2 separate regions of the Rattus norvegicus genome follow, and region 1 is linked to region 2. A link is a contact called in public Hi-C data. All regions are on one chromosome and are shown on one strand. The core of a region is the stretch at or near the end of the contact, and the rest is flanking DNA. Distances in the headings are between cores, read along the strand shown.

What was found. A called contact is a pair of places that touch in the nucleus more often than the background predicts.
Region 1: a contact with region 2 is called in a Hi-C map of liver, with 4 times the contacts expected there. The contact joins the promoter of Cobll1 here to the promoter of Grb14 in region 2. A contact is called at or near these places in 2 of 12 Hi-C or Micro-C datasets (kidney and liver).

What each region holds. Positions count from the first base shown.
Region 1 is chr3:70,321,260-70,328,124 of GRCr8, reverse strand. It overlaps Cobll1 (cordon-bleu WH2 repeat protein-like 1), which reads left to right and starts at 5,539. Exons shown (of 14, transcript NM_001427223.1): 1 at 5,539-5,779. The coding sequence starts at 5,703.
Region 2 is chr3:70,086,164-70,093,211 of GRCr8, reverse strand. Grb14 (growth factor receptor bound protein 14) reads left to right here and starts at 1,291. Exons shown (of 14, transcript NM_031623.2): 1 at 1,291-1,544; 2 at 2,771-2,903. The coding sequence starts at 1,360.

The sequences.
Region 1 (6,865 bases), core at 4,290-6,789, 230 kb before region 2:
ATACTGTCATTTTAGTATTTGTATATGCTTACATATCAAAGTCAAATCAGTCAGCGAAGCTTGGGATTCTGTAATTATCCTGGTTTCATTATTGGGAGTTCATTATTTGTTACCTGAAAATAAAAAGTAATTTCTTTTTCTCAGTTTTTAGCATCTTGGCAACACAGTGGTGACACACTGGTGATCAGTTACGATTCCCCACAGTTATGATTTCTAATAATCGTGTCTGTAAAATCAGTCAGTGCGACCAGAGTTGATTAACACAGAACCATTTATTTGGTTCTTTGTGTTTGAGGCCCAGTGTGATGGTTTAATGGAGAAACATTCCCCATAGTCTCTGGCATTTGAATGCCCGGTTCCCACTAGGTGGCGCTGATTAAGTCCTCAAGTCACGTTAAGTTTGTGCTCCTGCATTCAGTTTATGCTCTACCTGCTGCCATGCTGTCACGACCATTATAAACTCTGGAGCCATAAGCCCAACATTATAGACTCTCAGTTTCTGGAAACACGAGCCCAAATAAAATCTTCCATAAGTTTTCTTGGCCCCATTGTTCTACCATAGCAACAGAGAAGTAAGCAAGAACCATGGCTAATGTTGAGCCCAGTCCTCTTGCCTCCACCTCCCAAAGGGTGGCACTGAAACCAAGTTGTGCCACCACCACCTGTTAAATCTGAAAGGGAGCATAGAGAAAACATACGATAGTCAACCATCGAATCAATGAGAAAGTTGAACCTTGCAAATTCAATTTCCAGGTTTAATAAACAAAACACACAACGTCAGTATTTCAAACTTCTGAGAAATGGCAGTCGCTTAGTAAACATGGGACACGCTTATAGCCACAGGAAGACATGGTGCTGGAGGGGTAGTTGAGAGTTCTGCATCTGGATTAGCAGGCAGCAAGGAGAGAGGGTGATGCTGGGTCCGGCCTGAGATGTTGAAAACTCAAAGTCCACCCTTAGTGGCACATTTCCTCCAACAAGGCCACATCTCCAAGATTACCACTCAGTATGCCCGTGGGGGCCATTTTCATTCAAACCACCACAGTATAGACTTTTACTTTCCTTTTATTACTCCACAGTGAGAATTTTCAAGCTAGGTGTGTTGGCTATTCTTGTTTGTCATGTACTTAAACCTAAGCAGACAAGTACATCCGTGAGGGATTTTTTTTTTCTTAAATAAGTCATGTGAAGTGGGATGACCCACTTTTAACCCACATCTTTTGAGGTAGGAGGATCCACCTTTACTCTGGGCTCTGTCTTCTGGTGGCAGTTAATATAAGCAACATAGAAGAATAAAGGTCTCCTTCTTTTTACCCTGTTTACCTGTTTACCCCCATTCTTGCTGGACAGTCCATCCCTTCACTAGTATTAGAGCCTACTTTGAGGTTCTGGCATATACTGAAGACCAGCTGAGATATCTAGCCTCATGTACTGGAAGGTTCTTGGACCTTCCATTTGTATACAACCATTGTTAGACTGGCCAGACTACAGAGTGTTAGATATTGTGATAAATTTCCTGTGTGTGTGTGTGTGTGTGTGTGTGTGTGTGTGTGTGTGTGTGTGTTCTAGAAGTTCTGCTCCATTAGAGAACCCTGACTAAGTTATACTCCAAGATATGCATTGAAAAGTTGATATTTATTTTGAGTCAAATGTAGCTCAGATTGGCTTTAAACTCAGTATGTAGCTAAGGCTGAGCATTATGTTCTTCCTGCCTCTACCTCCCAAGTGAGAAGAAGCAGCAATGTTTCCTCCTTATAAAGTCTAACTTACCTCCCATCTGTTGTTTTCAGTCATCCTCCAGAGCCTTTGATGTAAAAAGTCCTCCTTAGACTCCTTTGTTTTAAGAATGTTAACAGTTTCCTCCTATATAGAAACATTCCATCCTGTAGGAATGCTCCTTAAGCAGGGAAGCAAACAACTCAAGCAGCTTCAGGAAGTCCCTGAAACTGATCAGATGCATTAGATCCTTCCCTGTCAGAGTAATCAATAAAAGCAGAGAATTCCTCTCAGATCAAGCGAAGCCAAGTTGCTTAAAAGGACTCAGGCAAACTGAGCTTCCAGGAAGGTTCTCATGAGGAGAAAAGCTGCAAAAAAGTCTCTTGAGACTGATAGAAGCAGAGCCCAGCCAAGCTATCTGGAAGAGGTTTAGACCAACTGAGGTACCTAGGAAGGACACCTCCTAGCTTGTGGAGCTGCCTGTAGGCTGTGCACTGTATTCCATGTTCCCAGCCTTATGAACTATCAACCCAGGATGGGGGTGGGTTTTGGTGATACAGGTGTTTTGAATCATTTCTGCTCCTTTAAGTAATCTTAACAAAACTCACTTGTTCACCAAATCGGACTTTAGTGGTATCTGTACTTGGGTCTGTTGTAAGCTTCCTAGTTGGGGTGAGTGGATGTGTGTTGCATCTCCCCAGAAAAAGTTTTTTTTTTTGTCACACAACAAATCTCTTAAACGAAATCCTAAAGTTTCTTTCATTTCCCTATTCCACAAGTAGTTGCAGACCGCCTTCTGTGGTGTGAGCTACATTCAGAAGACAAGGGTGAGCACAAAGCCTCTTCTGCCCAAACCCCTCCTAGTCTGTTTAGTAGCCAATAATCACTGTCCATTTTCCTGAACTTAGATCATCACCTAGATTAGTAAAGCACACCCATGGGTCTGTGGACAAGAATAGTTCTAGAAAGATTGACTGGTGAGGGACTCCGATTTGGAGCAGCACCTTCTCTTGGGCTAAGAGCTCATAGGAAATAAAGGAGGGAGCCAGACCAGAGCTGGCACATGCCTTTCTTGTTTTCCTGGCCACTGTGGCATGGACTGCCCCATTCCATCACACCATCCTTGACCTGATGAATGGACACCTCTAAATCCCTAAAACCATTGTCATCAGGTATTTTGGTCACAGCAATGAAAATCTAACTGAAACAGGTGTGGCAGTCACTGTCCACCTAATAATCTACTGGGTTGAAGAGAGAAAAGGCTATTTCTATCTGTGCTGTCTGCGAGGCCTTCCCAAAGTGATGATCCCTGAGACAAAACCTTCAGTAACAATGACTGCATGGAGTAAGAGGGGAGATTTCCAAACAGGGAAATTGAGCAACATCTGGACAGACTTGAACAACTTTTCAGAGGGACTGGGATAGGGCTATTTTCCAACATTATGTATGAAAAAAAAAAGGTTTCTAGCAACTATGTTTACCATTTTGCTGATAAGTTATGCAGTTACAAGACTGCAGCACGGACAGTAATGCATAAGAACATGAAGTCTAGTCTTGGTTCTCAAAGATGTTGAACACAGTTTATTGAATTAATCTCACAATAGATTAATAACTGCTTTGGGGGATTCTCTTGTAAACCCTGAACCTCTCCAAGGAGCTGTGCTCAGGGTAATAGTATAACATATTTAGAACCCTTCAACTTAATGTCACCTCCATCTTAACCCATCTCTGCACGGTGACAATGGCGGGTTACACTGTGGAGGCTCAGCACTCTCCTCGGTGTGATTCTACCAGGAAATGAAACGTCTCACTTGTCAAGTAAGCCGTTTGGATAGGCTCGATGTAAGTGCATGGAAAGTGTGGCCCTGCCCTGTGCCCAAGAACAAAAGGATGTAAGGGAAAACTGGTGTCATGAAAATTGCTTTCAGCAGTTACGAAATGTTGTAAAAATGTCTTAACCTTTAAGATCAGCCTAACCGTGATCCATGATATTACTGGTGTGCCATAAATCAAGGTTGAAACTAATTAAGTGCTTGATCCTGTGATTCAAAGTTATAAACTTTAAGTAGTTTCCATGTTACTCACTATTTGCAGCCTGTCTATGCAACAGCTGTAAATCTATCCATTTACGGTCAGAAAGGATTCATGGACTTGTCAAACCTGTGTTATTATTTAAATTCTAAAATCCCGATCCGTTTCAAACAATTGCCTCATTATTAGTCAAATTAGTTAAAAGCAACTTCTAATGATATGGTTCTACTGTAGTAATTGCAGAAGTCACCAGGATTTCTGCCTCCATTTTATATTTAAAGATGCGCTGAGACCATATTCTGCGCCATGAGGGACAGTGAATCGATAACGGACTCAATCTAATTATATGGAGTAGCACTTAGTACTTTCAATTCCAGAAATCATTGGAGGTGGTTGCAATGAATGAGAACCTTTTATTAAGCACGGGTTATAAATACTAGTTTAATTTTAATGTGTGCCAAAAATGTAAGTCCTTTGTTAGCCCACATCATGTTTTTATGTCTATCACAGATTTGTCACTTGGGGTATCCATTTATATATTCTTTAATTTAGCATTATTTTCTGAGGTAAGCTTTTGGACTCATCAATATGACTTTAAAATAGTTGGCAAGCTTCTAAGAATGAGGAGAGGATATGCTAATACCCTTGGTTGTCAGGTGGGACACCTCCTCTGAGAATACTTGTAGGAACCGAAACTACAAACAAGCAAGCACTGAGATTCCTTTATTTCTGTGAAACTTCCAGGAGGCCACTAAATCTCTGCTGTTCTTTCTTAGCTTATAGACTGTCATCATGAGAACGTCCAGTCCTCAGATCACAGCTGTTGGATGTTTACATCAAGAGAAGCATGCCTGGGAAGACAGGACGAGCTTAAACCTGCCAGGGATTAGAAAGATCACAATGTCAGAGGTGCCATTTACAGGCTAGCAACCGCAGGGGTCAGTAAGGTTAAAAAGAAAATCCAGCACTTGGAAGGTCAGACTGCAGGTAGTCAATCAGCAGAGCTCGTTCCACGAGCTCTCCTCACTTCCGCTACAGCTTGGGCCCTCCCTGGGGTTTTGCTGGCCAGGTATCCTCCCTGTCCGCCCACTGTCCCTCTTGGGTTCGCGGGGCTTCCCAAAGCTATGCTCTGGCAGTGGGGGCTGGAACGAGCCGCCTAGACGATTCCTGTCCACCGGTCTCCCCCGCGGTACCCTAAAGCCGCGTGCCCCGGGGAGGGGTGCGGGGTGGGGTAGGAAATTCCTCCTCGCTCCACGTCCCCGCCCGCTCGCCCTATCCGTCCCCTCTCCGGCTGGCTGCCCTGCTCGCTCCGATGCCGACCTCGTCACCTTCACTTCTGCAGGGCGAGTTGGCCGAGGCGACTGCGAGCTCGGGACTCCCGGCAGGGCTATGGGGCAGGGTGAGTTGGGGCGCTGGCGCGGCGGCCGTTCTTCCGCCGCGCGCTCGCTCCGGGGCGTCCGAGCCAGCCGCGCGGGGGAGGAGCGGAGCTCCGGGTGGAGTGCGCGGAGCCTGGACGGGCCGGGTCCCCTAAAGCAGGCAGCGGTTTGGGAAAGCGGGGGCGCTGTGGTCCGCAGCACCTCCGGAAAAGTTTACACGGGATTCTGTTGGTGCGCAGCGGGCTGCTGGAGCCCAAGCACCAACTGCGGGCGTGGCGACCGTCCCGCGCCCGGTCCGCTCCTCCTCCTTCGCAGCCGGGGCGGCCGCGCGCCGCCCCTTCGCCCCCGACTGGCTGCGGGTTGCGGCCGGGGCGGGGACCTGTGGCTGGCATCGCGGCGCCCTCAGGCAGGGACCGACCCGCAGGTGGAAGCGCCCCGGGGAGGCGGGGCTGCCCCCAGCTGCCGTGGGTCGAGGCGGGCTCTTGGCTGTCCCGCTCCCGCCCTGACCCGCCGGCCTCTCCCACCCCAGCAGTGACGCGCCGCCTCCGAGCTCGAGCCCGCGCCGCGGCCAGCAGCGCGATGGACCGCAGTGCCCGGGATCCCGTACCCCGCAGCGCGCCTCGCACCCCCGCCACGCAGTCTGCCGGCTCTGCAGGGTAAGTAGGGTAGTTGCCCTCCCGGCTGCCGAGGCCTCGCGCGCTTCACCTGCCCGCAGCGAGCTCCCCGCGGGGCCGCCCGGCTCCCGGGCCGACCCACACGCGGGCAGGAGACTGCGTCCTCCCGGGCGAACCGGGGTGGGGGGTTCGCTGGTTTGGGCGAGCTTTCCGATCGGGGGGTTGCGGAAGGCCAGTCGAATGGCAGGCGTTGGGTGAGGAGTCCCGGAGCAAAAGTGGTAACAAAGGGCCCCTTGTTGGGGCTGTGGAGCGGCGGGGGACGACACCTGTAAGTGCGCTCCGGGAAAGGAAGGAAAAGTTTCCACGGCCAAGCGCTCGGGCCCAGGCGGGTGGCTTCTGTCAAGGTGACTGCAAGAAAGGGGCTTCCTAGAAGTCCTCGGAGGGCTCAGCAAGGTGTGCCAGCTGTCAGCCCGGCTTGACAGTTCCGGGAGCAGGCGGGGTGCTCGCCTCTGACTGGGGGTGTGTGTGTGTTGTGTGCCTCTGGCCAATTGGTGATGCCAAAGCCGAGCGCGAAGCCAGTCGCATTGGCAAACACCTATACTTTTTTTTTTTTTTTTTTTTTTTTTTTACCGTCACGTGTTTGAGGAGCGATTGGAAGGGAAGGGGCTGTCACATGGTGAGTTAATATTAAATGAAGCATGCCTTCCTGCCAAATATGCTAAAAATCACTCTGTTAAACGTTTGGGTAAACAGTGGTGAGAACAGGTAGTCCTGCAAGGGCCAAGCAGAACTTGAGAATAACCTTTGTCGTGGTAAACGGTCAAACTACACAACCCTGCTTCAGTTGAGAACGCCCCATTGCTATCTTGTAGCCTCTTTACCATAAAGCACCCCCAATTTCTTTTTTCTTTGTTAATCAGAATCTAGAAATGCCCTAAACAAAGTATGAACATTCCGGAAATGGGAACGTTAAGGAACAGGCGACTTTGTAAGCAATGAATGAGAGTCGTTCAGTTTTTTGTTTTTTGTTTTTTGTTTTTTTTTTTTTTTTTTTTTGTGGTTTAAGAGTGAAGAAGTCATTTTTCCCTGGAACATGACAGGCGTTTCCTTAGGAGCAAGTCACAGCAT
Region 2 (7,048 bases), core at 42-2,541:
TTTTTGACTCGGGTGTTCTCAGTTCATGGAATCCCCGGGCTGTAACCATGAAGCATGACACCTCTGGTTGTCATCAGAGTTTGGGTCTGACATCCTGATAGGAGAGATACTCAGGCAGGACAAGGACTGCTCACGTTTTCAGGAGGGATGTTTATTTGCCATGGGCAGAGGTCGTGGAGGTTAACTTAGTGAAACAGGTGCCGGGACCCGATGATACCTAATTTGGTCAAAGAGCAAAGAGTGTGTAACATATCTCAAAGTCCTCCAGGGTGCACAGGATGTGGGACACTTCATGAAAAGCAGGAACACAGAGGTCGGGATTACAGGGTGCGGTTGCTGCATCTTGGATGAACACAATGTGGTTCCTGTTTCACTGGGTTGAGACGGAAACTTATGGGATGAGTTCGACTGCATCCATTACTAAGAGCTAAGCAGTACAAGGCACTGGATCGCTTGGGGTCCCAGTGTTCTTATGTATAAAATGAGACAAGGAGAAGACTCAGGGAACAGTTAGGAGAGCAAGGCAGAATGAGGAAAATGTGAGGAAAATGCTCATTAAAAAAAGAAAAGAGAAAAAAAGAAAGAAGAAAAAAAAAAGTCTTTTAATAATCCCAGGCACCTTCGGATTCATTCAGGTTTTACTGAGAATTCTCACCAGTTCAAAGGAGTTTTTCTAAGACAGCAACCCTGATTTTCCCTCACCTCACTCCATCTCTTGCCTTGGAGGGAAAAGAAAGAGATCGTGGGAGAGGGGGAGGGGGAGGGGGAGGGGGATGGAGTATACACAGCCTTAAGATTTCCCACTGGTTTTCCTGCACTGTGGGGTCTGTCTTAACGATCCAACCACAGCTTAGGTGATCCTCGGTGACCCTACTGGCACGGAAGGGTCTAAGGATCAGTTCTGTCTGGACCCATGCAGGTTGGAAGTGAGTCCTCTTCCCAGAGTGGTACTGGGCCCTTGGGACTCCCGGATTCAGCCTTGTGCTAGGTCACCCACTTGGGAAGGCGACAGTGGGACCTAGGGAGCCTGAGGTCGAGGTCCACGCGCGTCAGGAGAGTGACACCAGCGCCCCCGAGTGCCCGGGCCACGCGCAGGGCCCGCCAGGCTGGCGCGCCATCCTCCCCGCCCCCCGCACCGCTCCTCCCGGTCCCCACCCTCCTCCTCCGCCCCCACCCCTCCCCCGCTCCCCCGCTCCCCGCCCCACCGCGTCCCAGCCGCCCCGGCCGAGAGCGCAGGCGGCCCTACCACCGCACCTGCAGGGCGCTCGCTTCCTGCAACCGCTCGGCACCGCTGGACCCCAGCCTTTCTTCGCTTTCGCCTCGCGGTCGATGACTCCCTAGACCCCCTGGCCTACGATCATGACCACGTCCCTGCAAGATGGGCAGAGCGCCGCGGGCCGGGCGGGCGCCCAGGACTCGCCGCTGGCAGTGCAGGTGTGCCGCGTTGCCCAGGGCAAGGGAGACGCCCAGGACCCGGCTCAGGTCCCCGGACTGCACGCGCTGTCCCCGGCCTCAGATGCGACCCGCCGCGGTGCCATGGACAGGTAGGAAGCTTCGTGAGGGTGTCCGGGTCAGCAACCCGCTTTGGGGTGTGGAGGCGGCCCAGGGGTGAGTGTGTGCCCGAGCCCGACCAAGTTTGGAAAAGTGTCTGAAGACAATTCCCTTGGAGCCGCCTCCCGCGGGGTCAGCAGGGCATCGCGATCTCCAGGTGCCCTGTTATAAATAGCATCAGGGGGTGGTGAAGAGCCGTCTGTCTCGCCTTTGCCCTTTGGTATGAACCAGGAGGCTACACTCCAAGCTGCTGGGTGGCCCTCTTCCAACTACACTATAGGCTTCAAAAATCCAAGCTTGAATGTGTTCACCTCCCACGTAGATAGTCTTCCAAGGACCCTGGAGAGGCAGAGCAGGGATCGACATTTGAGCAGTCTTTATGTTCCACCAGAACAGAGGCTTTCCAAGGTTTCTCATCTCCACAGCAATGGGCATTAAGTGCCTTTGGAGTTGTCGTACATTAGGAAAGAAAAAGGTGAGAACAGCTTAAGAATCTGGCCCCTTTCAGTCACGCATGTAAATACCACTCTTGCTTCTTTGTCAGGATCGCAAAGCACTCTGACTTCAGTCAAGTTAAAATAACTCCCCAGTGGCCTAGCGTATACTCCTGCTAGCACATCCTATTGACTTACCTTCCGAGAAGCACTGCCTTGATGTTCCGTATCTATAAGCACTTGAAAAAATTAGCAGACGGTGTGTGGGCAATATTGTGAATGAATTTCCAAGTGAGATGAACCACATCTATATTTAATAAATCATAACTTCCAGCAGTGATGAGTAAAAAAATTACTGGGGGTGTGAGTTCACTGCATGTAACTTACAGATTTTTGTCAATTTAATAGGCGCCAGGAAATGGCACACTCCTCTGGGTAATGTTTGCATAAATCATGATGTAGGCTGAGTTGGTGTTCAGGAAAATCCTAAGTACAGGAAATGAAGTGTCCATGCCTCCTGAGGTTTTTTTTTTCTCCTCCTCCTTCTTTTTCTGGGTGTGCTCCTGAGGTGGGGTGGGGCAGGTGCTATAGAATTATTTGTGGTAATTGGCATATTTTGACCCATGGATACTGCATCCTAGCCCTTCCTTTCCTGTACACTTACATAGTGTTAGCCTTGTCACTGAGTGAAACACATTAGCCTTAACAATGCTCTTTCCCCCTGACAGCAATTACATTTTATATTCTGTTTTATGTAAATGACTCCCTGTGTTCTCTTGGTGTAGGAGAAAAGCGAAAGATCTGGAAGTTCAGGAAACGCCTTCCATTCCTAACCCCTTCCCTGAGCTCTGCTGTTCTCCACTTACATCGGTGCTGTCAGCAGGCCTCTTCCCCAGATCAAATTCAAGGAAGAAACAGGTAGGAACTTCCAAATTTGTGAAATCCGAATGTCTTTGGAGGCTTATGCCCACACAGACTTCAAGAGTTTTGCAAAAAAGGCATGGAAAGAGAATTTGTTTGGCCCTTGCTACGTTTCCCTTGATTAAAGAAGGCTCTTGAGATACTGTTCCTCTTGGGATTCAGTTTCCTCATCTGTATAGTGGGAATATCAAAGGTTCCCTCTTGGGTTCCGGGGAGAGAATAGGGTTGAAACTGCACCTGTCCTGACTGCTATTGTCACTAGGTAGCCAGGATGAGTACATGTGTCAACAGGCATCACTTTCACATCAATCTTAATTGGAAGTGGTAGGACTATAATTTCAGGTGAGAAGGGGATTGACTATTTGTTTGCTATTTAATGGTGTCTTTCCTTATACACATTTCATAAACGGCTAACCTTTTACCAAAGGAAAATGCTGTAAAGAATCAGACAGGGACAGAGTAATAGCTCAGTACATGAAGCCATTTGCTCCTAAGCTGGAGGACCTGAGTTAGATTCCTGAGACCCATAAAATGGAAGATGGTAAGTTACAACCAGAAGTTGTCCTCAAACTTCTTCATGGGTTCTAGGACATGAATGTGTACATGTGTGAGCAAGCTCACACTCACACACACACACACACACACACACACACACACACACACACACACACACACTCACTCAGGTATTTACATTCATTTTCATGTGGAGTTTAGAGGTCAGCTTTCAGAATTGTTATCTGCTTCTATACATGCCAGAGAACAAATTCATGTCATCACAGCCATCTTGTAACCTCCCCCTTCCAACCTTATTGGTTAAGACAGTGTCTCTCACTGAACATGGAACTCATTTCCCCAGATTGGCTACCTAGTGAACTACAGGGAACTTACTGTCCCCAATATTACAAACGGAAACTATGATATCTGACTTTTGGAAATGAAATCTTCAAATTTTTTTTAAGATTTATTTATTTTTTTATGTATATGAGTACACCAGATGTGGGGTATCAGATCCCCTTACAGATGGTTGTGAGCCACTATGAAGTTGCTGGGAATTGAACTCAGGACCTCTGGAAGAGCAGCCAGTGCTCTTAACCCCTGAGCTATCTCTCCAGCTCCCAGAAAATGAAATCTTCATAGCTGTCTGATATATACACATTTTGGGGGACAGGATTGGAACCTGATAGTGGATTGGGAGAGATTAAAAGGGTTCATTCTAGAAAGCTTTTTCATCAGAGTGAGATTTGAAGTCTGATTGTAAGGTTGCACGAAGCTTTTCTGAAACTTCCAAGCACCTAGAGTTTGCATATGGAGTTAGGGATAACAGGTTTAACTGTGGGCTTTGTACGGTTGTTTCTCTCCTCCTGGGTGGGCAAGAATGTGAAAGATGTTGGCATAATATTCAGTTGGGGGAATTTAGTTAACAATGGAAGACAAGCCACACATTTCTCACACCATCCTAGACAGTAGCCACCTAGTCAGGCAGAGATCTCTCCCTGCCAAAGAGTGATTGGCAAAGTAAGGCTGTGGTCTGTAACTGGAGATAGAGGGTAGAGAGGAAGAACAGTAAAAGAGTGGTAAGTCAGGGCTTTATTTTGTGAATAAACACAGGATTCATCTGTGTAAAAGAAACACGAGTAGAGCAAGCTGGCTTCAGGATACAAAGGGAGACTAGGTATTAATGTGTTTGTGCTAGCATGCTCAGTTTGACAAAATCTAGATGGGCTTCAGGGCATACCTACAGGAATCATCTTGATTTGGTCTAATTGAAGTGGGAAGGTTATTCCTGTGGGTGGGACTGTTCTCTGGCCAGAAATCCTGGACTGGGGAAGATGGAGAATGTGGTAAGTTGAACAAGCATGCATTCATCCATCAATCTCTCTTTCCCATGGATGCAATGGGACTAACTACTTCAAGCCTGGCTACCGTGACTTCCCTGTCAACGATGGATGATAACCTTGAATGTTATCTCAAATAAGCCTTTTCCTTCTTAAGCAAAGGGAAAGAGGATGAGATCTGAAGAGAAAGAGATAAGTTAGGTCTGGGATCCAGGTGGAGACAGGCAGACCGGAGAAGGGCAGTGGGCTTTACATTCGGAAGTTCGAAAGTAAGGAAAAGACGTTGCTCACTCCAACAGGTTCCTCTCTGCCCTTGCAGCCTGTATCTAGTCTGACAGAGAACACTGTACACACTCACAGGAGCCCGACCTACTTATGAGCTAGAGCTGACTGACTTCCTGGGTCCAATCCCTGAGGGGTGTCCTTCCTCCCAAAGACATTTTTGTAAATCTCTTCTTAGGCCCAGGACTGACAACTGTCAAGGAAGATTTGTTTTGTTTCCCTTTTTTTTTTTTAAAAAAGGTTTATTTATTTTATTTATATGAGTACACTGTAGTTGTCGTCAGACACATCAGAAGAGGGCATCAGATCCCATTACAGATGGTTGCGAGCCACCATGTGGTTGCTGGGATTTGAACTCAGGACCTTTGGAAGAGCAGTCAGTGCTCTTAACCACTGAGCCATCTCTCCAGCCCTGGTTTCCCTTTTTACCTCACCTAGATGTTGCAGGGAGAATTGATCCTTTCATGTTAATTACTTTATGCATTCTCAGTTCTTTGGAATGAGGAGGCCTTGAGAGCTTGCGGCTGGCTCTTTACATCAGCTTAGTACCTCTGTCAAACACATGTGTGCCCCACCCGCTTGTTACAAGACAGTACCTCCGGTCTCGATGTCTGCAGCCTTTGGTTGAGATTGTATGTATGATGATGCTGTGTGAGACTACATGGCACTTCTCAATATTACTTATGGCTGAAACATGGGGCTATTACTCTTTCCTTCACAGTCTCTTGCACTCGTTAAATCATTCCAGACATGCTAGAACATTCTTTTCTCTCCCCAGGAAAAGTAAAGGACTGTTACTTGTTATTAACAAACGAATGTCCAGAACCTTTGAGAGAATCCAGTCTAGAAGTGTTAAATTTCATTTGAGCGTTCAAAGCCACAGTCAAAATCACTTTCCAGGCCACAAGTATGCTTTACAAAAAAAATCAACTTGAGATGCTTACATGACATGTGATTGGTATACTGCACAGTGTGCCACAATAGGGAGATGGGCTTCATCTCTTTTGCAAGTAAGATATGCCCAATTGTGTGGTGTTAGTGCTATTATAGCAGGGGAGCTAGGATGAAGATTGCTTCTTTATTCTCTCTCTCTCTCTCTCTCTCTCTCTCTCTCTCTCTCTCTCTCTCCTCTCATGTTCATCATGTGAAATTTCAAGATTATTTCTTTGTGTCTGACAATAATAGCTATTTAAAGTATCCCTTCCTCTAAAATCTGTGATCCAGAAAAGTTACATTAAAAATGACTGCCATTGTGTAAAAAAAATGTCATTTCTAATTCATGATAGAAATTTGCTAGGAAATTATTCTTTACTGGCAGATGCTAAAGACCCATTACTTGAAGAATTAAAAAAGAAAAAGAGGATTTGGTCCTCGTTGTGGAATCATTTATCTTGTTTTCGAGGCCTTAGATGATTTTTGAGCTTAGACCCAAGCTCCTGTGTAAGTTCTGGTCAGTTTAGGACTGTCTAGAATAGCTAATGCAGAATAAAGAGCTTGGACATTTTAGAGATTCAACCCAGTGGAAAACTGTGTCACTGAAGGCTGGGGTTAAGAGAGATGCCTGACATCATCTACTGCCCTACTTCCACAGATCTGTAAACTGTGTCTAAGCATTGCTAGGTGCTTAGCAGTGATGTAATTGGGACTTGGCATTTGTATGTCTTGAGGATTTGACAGGAGGATATTTTTCAGGAAGGTACAATTTCCAAAGTAAAAGGACCATATAATTAGTGTAAGCAATAAACTCTTACAAATATTCATAGTCACTGGCCCACCTATAAAACAAGATAGCAGGCCTGACGACGATCTCTAATGTGGTCCAATATTCATCTAAGCTGCGGCATTTCTCTCTCCTTTTCTCCCTGTTCTGCATAACAGTTCTACGATTTTCCTCTATGGCTGCGCTCTCCCAAATATGATAGGAAATCTAAGCAAAGAATTAGCTACTTTAAGCTTCCTAGTAAATTTCTCTCAGAAATAAGAAATGACATTTCTTTACATAATGAAAATCATTTTGAGTGTAAG